Regions from separate parts of the Mus musculus genome. Here region 1 is linked to region 2. Evidence: chromatin contacts called from public HiChIP or PLAC-seq data. All regions are on one chromosome and are shown on one strand. Each heading gives the region's core, a stretch centred on a gene start, on an enhancer-like site or on the middle of the called end of the contact. The rest is flanking DNA. Distances are from core to core; before and after follow the strand shown. Region 1 overlaps Gm39880 (a long non-coding RNA gene). Region 2 has its middle 16 kb from the start of Gm13816.

The links. HiChIP or PLAC-seq counts read pairs in DNA pulled down with a chosen protein or histone mark.
Region 1: an H3K27ac HiChIP or PLAC-seq map of VIP interneurons shows a contact between it and region 2, with 2.2 times the contacts expected there. The contact joins two enhancer-like sites. A contact is called at or near these places in 9 of 484 Hi-C or Micro-C datasets (cerebellar granule neurons, cerebellum, cerebral cortex and 6 more), 3 of 115 datasets of contacts at active chromatin or transcription factors (VIP interneurons, embryonic stem cells and neural progenitor cells) and 1 of 9 other capture datasets (embryonic stem cells).

Annotation. Positions count from the first base shown.
Region 1 is chr2:92,811,771-92,815,935 of GRCm38.p6, reverse strand. The region is part of intron 1 of Gm39880 (a long non-coding RNA gene); the gene reads right to left. Gm13791 (a long non-coding RNA gene) reads left to right here. Exons shown (of 5, transcript XR_001783401.2): 5 at 2,852-2,989. Among named protein-coding and RNA genes, the nearest start is that of Gm32413, 7.0 kb to the right of the region's middle. Within about 2 kb of position 2,740, at least 19 of the 459 cell types and tissues checked have an H3K27ac peak or open chromatin away from gene starts, as enhancers often do. A contact at or near this core is called in VIP interneurons, where this site is marked.
Region 2 is chr2:92,724,377-92,729,007 of GRCm38.p6, reverse strand. No RefSeq gene overlaps it. Among named protein-coding and RNA genes, the nearest start is that of Gm13816, 16 kb to the left of the region's middle. Within about 2 kb of position 2,192, at least 47 of the 459 cell types and tissues checked have an H3K27ac peak or open chromatin away from gene starts, as enhancers often do. A contact at or near this core is called in VIP interneurons, where this site is marked.

The DNA of each region.
Region 1 (4,165 bases), core at 1,491-3,990, 86 kb before region 2:
GCTCAGGTGTCCACATCACTGTGATTACATGTGAGATGGCACAGGGCTAGAGATGTCATCTCTTGCTGTCAATATTGTTTGTCTTCATGTGAGAAATGCTAGGCGCCTCTCAGCACTTTCCAGTATTTTCTTTCTTTCCCATCTGCCTGAGGTCAACAATGAAGATAGAAATTCTCCTGTTTCCACAAATATCTGGAGTGTGCAGGACCCACACTCAGGGCCCTCAGAAATGTGTCCAGCAGAGACCTGTAGCAGTGACTTCGGAATTGTCCTGACAAGCCTAGAAACTAGTCACATCAAGAACTTTCTAGGCCTGAGGAGATGGCTTAGTCAAGTAAGGCACTCTCCTCACAAAAAGGAGGGCTTGAGTTCAGTCCTCATCACTGAGGCGACAAAGCTTAGTGTAGTGGCATACACTGGTAATCTATAATCCCAGAGATGGCACGGTGTGAAAGAGAGGCTGGTGGATCCCTGGAGCTCGCTGGCCAGTGAGCAGATCTTCCTTGGTGAATTTCCAAGTCAACGAGAGACACTGTGTTTCCAGAATTCCTTCCCCAGGGAGATGTAAACAGCATTTGTCCCTTCCTTATAAGGTCCAGACAGTAAACTGAAGTACCCTTCCACCCAAGTTCACCCAGTGAACCAGTGATCCTTATAGGATCATGGGAAAATCCAAAGCAGCCACACTGGAAACTCTTCACCCAGCACAGCTCTGCCTCAGCCACATAGGTGGAGTCTATTCTGTTGACCTGCCCCGGTTTGTATGCTCCAGCACCTCCTGAGACCAGGAGCCCTATGTGACTAGGGTAGAACTACATATCAATGACTGGGAAGAATGGCTGGAGTCTCAAGTTAGGGTTCAACAACCAGTCCCCCCCCCCCCATGCCCAGCTTCTGTGAGGGAATGGCAACTGTCAGCAAGCCCTGTGGCAATGGGCTCTGCAGGCAGACACAGCCGATCTCAGGAAGATGATGTGTTTTCTCCCAGAGGTCCACATTCTACAGCACTCTGTCTCAAGCAACAAGTAGAAGGCAGTGGAGGAACACCTGAGATTCTTCCATGATCTTCATATACACCTGTACACATGTATGCTTGCCCATGAGCACACACACACACACACACACACACACACACACACACACACACACACACCTTTCAACCCCTTCCTTCTCTGCCCCCAAATTTAATTCATCCACTCTGGCTGGGTTGGTTTTGATCCTCTGAACACAGCTGACAGGCAGCCCATTCAACATGGAACCCAGCTCTCTTGGGAGAGTGCAGCCAGAGAACAAGTTCCAGAGGCTGCCTTGCCTAGGCTGGAACTGAACTTCTGGCACTCACTAGCTGTGTGACCCAGAAGACAACTGACCTTCCCAGGGTTATCACCCTCTTATAAAATGCCAACGAGCTGCCAGGCATGCCTGTGCATGAAATGATTGCCTGGGTTCCCCCTCTTCCCCAGGCCCACATCTGACTTGGAGGGAGACGCATCCCCACTTGCTCTTCTTAGGATATGCTGTGTGTGAGCACAGGCTTGACCTGGCTCAAATCTGGCTCCGTCCACTAGGTTTCCCTGGAGCCTCAGCCATCTCCTTGAACCTCAGTCTCAGCAGCCACAGAGGCCAGGGGCGTGAAACAGCTATGCCCATTCGTTTCCCCTTTCTGGGCTTCCTCTGAGCTCTCAGCATCTGCTCTTGACCACAGCCCTCATCTGGAATGTCTCTTTCTGGCATGTCTCTTGCAATGGGACACTTGTGCCTCCTCTCTCTTTGGGGTGTCCCCTCCCCAGGAGATTGGTGCTCTCAGGAGGTAGCCTCTGTGCCTGTCTCCTATCTGCTTCCTCAGAGATCTTGGGTCTGCACACAGGGCCCTCAAGGACAACCCACTGGGGTCCCTCAGATGGAGTATGTATATGTAAAGTTCTCTTCTGGCTCTGCCTCCACTGGGTTCACCCAAAGGCACTTTGAAGAAGCTGTCATATGAAAGATACAACTGTATTCAGCACACACTATGTGGACTTGGGATTCTGACCTTGGTGTGGGTTGACTGAAGCCATCAGCTACTGTGGAACTGATTGTGTGTGTGTGTGTGTGTGTGTGTGTGTGTGTGTGTGTGTGTCTGTGTCTGTGTGTCTGTGTATTATTTGCCTTCAAGAAAGTAAAACAATGTTTTCTTTTCATATGCAATATGAAATAGACAATAGCAACAATGAAAACTATGCAACTGGACTGGTCTCAGTTTACTTTACCTCAGGGTTTAAGGCAGGAGGGCAAAAATCTAGAGCCATCTGCACTGGGACAGGTGTGAGGAGGGCTAGGTGGGGAAGCACGAAGGGGCTTATCAGTACAGCTGCCCCTGACAGCCGCTCTTGGGTCTGCATTCTAGGCAGCAAGCAGCTCCTCCATCTCTCGGTTGGAGTTATTAATGAGAATTATTCATTATTGAACAGCTAATGCTTCTTTGCAGTTGACACATTCAAAAACAAGCACCAAAAGGACGCAGAGTTAAAGGTCGCCCTCTGTCCCAGTTCCCCTTCCTGGAGGCAGCCAGGGCTGCTGTCCTTTGTGTGTTCTTCCAGATACAGCGTGTTTACGCTGGAGGAAAACTATTTATGCTCTGTGTTTGTGTGCTTAAATCCGTGTGTTTCCTTCAGTCGTACGCAATGGTGGCAGCCCGTGTCTGCCGTTCTGCCCCGTGCTTCTTTGCTTTGTGCTGGGTTGGAGGTGGGAGCTTACTAATTTGCAGAGCACCATGGTTACCCATGTGTCTGTTATAGAACAGCTCTTGCTTTATTTAGCCTGTCCTCCCTCCATGGACACACAGGTTATTCTTTTTTATTTTTTTTTTCAGAGGCAGTCTTCTCCAAGTCCGCATCCTCCGTGGCCCAAGCTCATTTGAAGGGGCAGATGATGTTGTTACCTGGTAGCCCCTGCAGCTGTCACCCCTGCAGCTCCCCCAATGCACCATCTGCTCCAGCTATGGCTCGTTTTCAGGCAAGTTGTTACAGGAACCTCCAGGGGTCACCTTTCACAGTCCTCTGCACCCCCAAATCCAGTGCGTCCTTTGAGTTCTACAAGAGACCCTGGCACATCTGCCGGCCCTCCTTGACTAATAGCACTTCTTGGGTCAGAGGCTTCACCATGGCTTGGACCACTGCAATAGCTGCCTTTCATGTAATGGAACACCAGACAAGGTCCATTCGGGAAAGAAATCTCAAGTCTCCATTCCTGCCCCGTTCCCCTCCCGTCGTGCTATGATTCTTGTTACTCTACACCCATCCAACTTTTATCCCATCGCCTACTGTGCCTTCTCTAGGGCACCATCCACACTCAGATCCCTCCCACAGTCCTAATTCCCTTTTCAGTCAAGTTCCAAAGTTAAACAGCATTTTCCCCAAGAAGGCTGCTGTGGCATACCACCTTAAGGAGGTTATTCATCCATCATTATACCTTCTCTATGGATTTAACTCAGTTGCCATAACAAGTAGAGATCTGCTTTTGTGTCTCTGCAAAGGCCACCTTCTCCACAGGAATAGCAGAGTCATCTGGAGGTTTAGGGACATTTGTCGTCCCCTAGGGAGTTAGCAGTGTCTCTATAGTTAAGTCTGGGTTCAGCCATGGCTATAGGCAGGCAGAGGGGAAAATAAAGCAAGACAGAAACAGACCTGTTGTCTTAAAGGCACTGGCTTGGATGAGGCACACACCTTTTCTGCTCAGATCCCATTGTTAGGAATCTCAGGCTGGAAAGTATGGTCTCTCTGGGCAGCCATGTCCACACTGATAACTGTACCTTTCTGGGAGGAAGGCATGCATGGAATTCAGTGGGTATGGAGGAATCTTCTGTTGTGGCCTCTAGGAGACCTTGTGGAGAAGCAGGTAACCCAGGGTTTGGGTGGGTGACTCAAGAACCCCAGGCGACCATCATCCAGGCTGTGAACCATTCTGTGCCTGGTTCTCTGCTGCTCTGTACTAAGGGGACAGTCCTTGGGCTCTCAGTCTCTGTTTTCTCTGACCATGCCTGTGGACTGGGCCTTCTCTAAGATCTCTCTCCTCTTTTGTGCCAGGTCGGTGATAATCAGGCTCATGGTTGAGCACTGGAGCTCAGTTAAGAGCCCCATCAGCAAATAAAAGTCACAGCGCCTCATGGGAGCCATGCAGACAGACA
Region 2 (4,631 bases), core at 943-3,442:
TGTGAACCTACAGAGGAGACTCCCAGGAGGGAAGGCCTGGAAGCCAGTGGGGTTGAAGACGTGAGTGAGCAAGATCTAGAAACCTGGATGGCCTCCATACATGGTATGGGTGGCCCTGGGAGCTCCTGACCCAAGCTGGGTTCTAGCATAACCACATACAGGCCCAGTGACTGGTTTGCCTTGATTTCTCCCCCTAGCTACCTGAAGGTCCATTGCAGGTGTGAGTTCATCTACAGAGAGGCTAAGGAAGAACAGACATGCTTAACCTTGGCTGGGACCAGAGCTCAAGGAAGGCTGCCTGGAAGAGGCAAGGGGATGACCTTGCAAGCTGAGCAGAAGAGCAGTGAGCTGTGTTTGGGCAAGAGCCAGAGGGCCAGCAGGGAGAGAGATGAAGTGACCCAAGGAGGTGGCACAAACAGGCTCAGGCTGCGTGGAACTGGCCCAGAATGTTCTTTCTGCTCGGCACTGGGGAGTGAATGACAGAATGAGATCGGATTCTACCACAGTGGCCTCTGATGGGGGTGGGCAGGAGCCAGAGAACTCAGGGAGGAGGCTATAGCTGCCTTGAACAGCTGAGAAGTAAGACCCAGAACACCAACAAGACCCATTTCAGTCTGTGGAAGCTTTGGGAAAGCAGGAACTGACATGAAAGCAGTCATTCTTGCTCAAGTCTTGACTGGGGAACTAACTTGCTGGGTGAATTTGGGTAGGTTTCTTACCCTTTCTGGGCCACATTTATCTGTGACACAAACATATTGGACTGTATTCAGTGCTTAGATGCCCTGGGGAACCAACAAGAAATGCAAACCAGGAGTCACCTGCGAGGCAGGGTTATCGGTCACCAAAACTCAGCTTCTCTCCTGTTGCTTTGTTAACTTGTGTTGAAGTTGGGGTTTCTGATAGTTCTTCAAGCTTTATTTTTAAGACAGGGTCTTACTGTGTAATCCAGGTTGGCCCAGAACTACTGATAATCCTTCTGCCTCTGTTTCTGGAAAGTCGGGACTATTGGCATACTTCACCAACACCAGGTCCAGACTTTTAAAGTAAGTTTGAATCCTTTGTTTGTTTGTGTGTTTGTTTTCCTGCCCCTACCTTCTGAGAGCCCAGATTAAGGGCACACAACACCACTGGTGTTGGCTTGTGTGGTGCTGGGAGGGAACCCAGGCCTATGTTTTGCTAGACAAACACTGCCAACTGAACTACATCAGCACTCAGGAAGTTGGGGTAGGAAGATCAGGACTTCCGTATTATCTTTAGCTACATAGTGTTCTAGGCCAGTCCAGGTGTATGTGCAGCCCTGCATCCAACAAAGAGAAACAAAAGGACTTACGTTTTTTTTTCTAGCCCACCATTTGGGCCATTGCACACTCATGCATTGCCACAGCCTGCCACAGCCCACTTGGTTGAGACTCCGTGTTCCTCAAAGGGTACATACAGTGAGGGAAAGGGCACAAGGTTGGGATGGGAGAGACCAAGGCTCCTAGGCCAAGGGCCATTCCACTATGGAATTCCCCAGAGCTGCTGGGACATCTCCAATAGAAGCTGATCTGACTCACTCAGTATAGACTTGTGAGTTGGCCCCCTTCCCAGGCCTTCCTCAGACCCTGTAACCTTATCTTTCAGAGAGATGGACAGCCTAGTCAGGGGTCAGGGCTGGGAAGATCCCTCAGTTTGGTCTTTACTAACTAAGCCAGGCTCAGAGGAGGTAGCAGAGGACAGAACTCCGGGAGTGACTCCTCTGACATGGTCCCAGGGTTACTGTGCCTGCACCACAGTGAGATTTTTAGTCCTTGAGGGTCTATTCCTTCCACTGGGGACATCAACCTCCCCCCATGGGCCTGGTTGCACCAGCCCCAGGTAGGTGGGAGACAGTGCTCCTATCAAGAGCAGGGATACGGGCTGAATGTGACTACTGTGGTCATGGCTAGGTCTGGAGCACAGCTGAGCGGATGAGAGAAAGGGGCCTTGGCTTGTGGGGGTCAAAGATGCCCCTTGACCATGTACGTCTAAGCACTGGACTGGCCCCAGGCAAGGGACAGCTGGAGAGAAGGCCTCCAAAAATAGCACAATGCATTGAGCACCAGGAAGCTGCCAGTGGTGAGTCTCGGATCCCTTCCCCCACTTCTCCTCTGCTCCAGAGGAGACCATGGGCTGCAGTCAAAGGGAGAGAGGGGGCAGCAGCTGGGAGACAAAGCTGCACACAGAGAACTGGCCCTTTAATAATCCCAGGTGGGCGCTCTGCACAATTGCATTTTGAAGATTCCCAGCTTGCTTAGCACAAGTGGAAAATTACCTTATCGTCTCCTCTGCGGTGCCTTTGGATCCTGATTTCATCATTCATATGTACAGCGGCGCATTTTCAACAGGGACAATTTAATTACGCTCAATTTGTGTAACTGAATTATTAAAGACTCATTTAGAGAGAGCGCCATGTCCAGGGCTTGCTGGGCGTCACAGTTGCTCACATTTAGCCTGGCACCCCCTATGGATGACCCTGGGTTCCAGAATGTTCCCCTCCCCTGCCCCTGCATCCCCAGCCAGCCTTGTCTTCTCATTTCTAGCTCATCGAAGTGAACATCTTTGGGCCAGCTTTTGACAGCATCTCCTGTAATGGCTCCCTGGTTTCTTGTATGTTCCTTCAGTCAATCAGCAAAACTTCGTGAGAGTGCTGTGGGACTGACCTCTCTCTCTGTCTCTCTCTCTCTCTCTCCACACACACACACACACACACACACACACACACACACACTCATGTGCATGCATATGTTCTCACACATGTGTTCGTGTGTGTGTGTGTGTGTATATATGCATGTATCCAGGAAGGGGGCGGGGTTTGGGACTTCATTTCATCCTCCTGGGCAGTGCTGTGGAGCAGGCCACAGGGCCTGCAGACCTCGAGAGCAAATGCACACGCAGAAATTAAACCTCTGGGTTAGAGGATCATCAGCACTTGAACCCAAGACTCCCGTGGCTCTCCTTCACCAAGGTCTTTCTCTCCCAGGGTGTTTGCTAGAACTGGGTGGAGGCAGGAGAGGGGCTATGTGGATTTAGGCATCTAGGACTGACTGTCAGAGACAGACAGCTTGAAGACCTGGAGGCCCAGAGTTTTCCAGTCATGAACTGGGGGTGGCTGTGTATTGAGTTGTCCAGAGCAATAGAGACAAGAGGGCAGGGCCATTTCTTCTGAATGGAAGTATTTCCTCCTGCAAGGAAAGAGGGCACTCAGGAATCTAAGGCAAGTTACAAGGCTCAAGAATGTGCCCAATGCCCCCCCCCCCCAAGACCCATACATAAATCGGGATGACTCCTGGGGAGAGGAGACTTTTTAGTTGCACTGCCTGCGAGTTGAGCGTGAAGATATTGTTGTGAATCATCAACAGCTTTTGGTGGAAGCCCCTTCAGCGTGGGATTCCCAAGTCCATCAGGGCCTCTGGCAAGGCCTCCCACCAGGGGATGCCACTTCACCACCGAAGGAAGGTACCGGAAGTTTGCACAGAGTACCCCCCACCATATACACAAGCCATCTCACCACTAGAGAAGTCTAGGCTCCATCTTAGGAGGAGGCAGTGACATACACAGCTGGTCCTGTTGGCATGCCCACCTCAGCCTGCTTTGGAACTGCGAGTGGCCAAAGACGCCTGTTCCCTTGCACTGAGTTTCTTTCTCTTACCTAGACCTTCAGGAACATTCTTCAGGGCCCCATCCTGACTGAGTCACTGCTTCTAAGTGACATCCGGTAAGTCGCCTGTGATCAAGAGCAAAATCAAGAAGCTTGGAGCTAGTAAGCCTGATAGTAACCAAAGAGCAAGAACAGGAAAGGACAGACCGGCCCAGGAACCAATGCTCACCTTACTGGGGACCCTGAGCAAGTCACACTCTTTAGTTTCTTCTCAATAATACAGTAATGAGGGTATCATGAAGTAACCCCTCCTGCCATGGAACCTTTACTCAAGTTTTTCCTCTAACCTCACCCAGCCAGCCAGTTCCTGTTCCTACTTCCACTTCCGCTTGGAAGCTTTCTCAGTGCACCCATGCTGGGTTAGGTATCTGATAATATCATCACCCTGCGGCCCCTGCTCCCTAAATTTCTCCTACCTGCCTCTTGTCTTCATCGAGTTGGACCAACACATGAAGAGTGTTAGTTCCATCTCAACTTTATGTAATCAGTAGAGTCGGGAGCCCCAGCTTTCCAGCTCACCTCTGTGTCCTGTCCCCAGGGCTAGCATGAGACTGACGGCATAGTCGATGCTCAATAAATAAATATTGACTGAAAGGCTGCATTGGACATCAAAAAAGAAAAAGTCAAGAAATCAGAAGCCATGTACACCGCTGAGCACTGCAAGCAGCTGGCCACTCTGCGGGCTACTGTGTCCCTACTGAGGAAAAGGGAGCCCAGCACTGGGGACATAGCTCAGTGTGTAAAGTGATTGTACTTACAAGTGTGAGGGCCTGAGTTTGATCCCCACACTCATGTAAAAAGCTTGGTATAGTGGCCCTCGGTCTCTGATCCCAGTGCTGGGAAGGTGGAGACAGATCCTTGAGGCTCACTGCTGGTCCTTTCTAGCTAAACTAGTGAGCTCTCAAAACTCAAGTTGGCAAGCACTTAGCAGGCAAAGACAGGCAGCTATCTG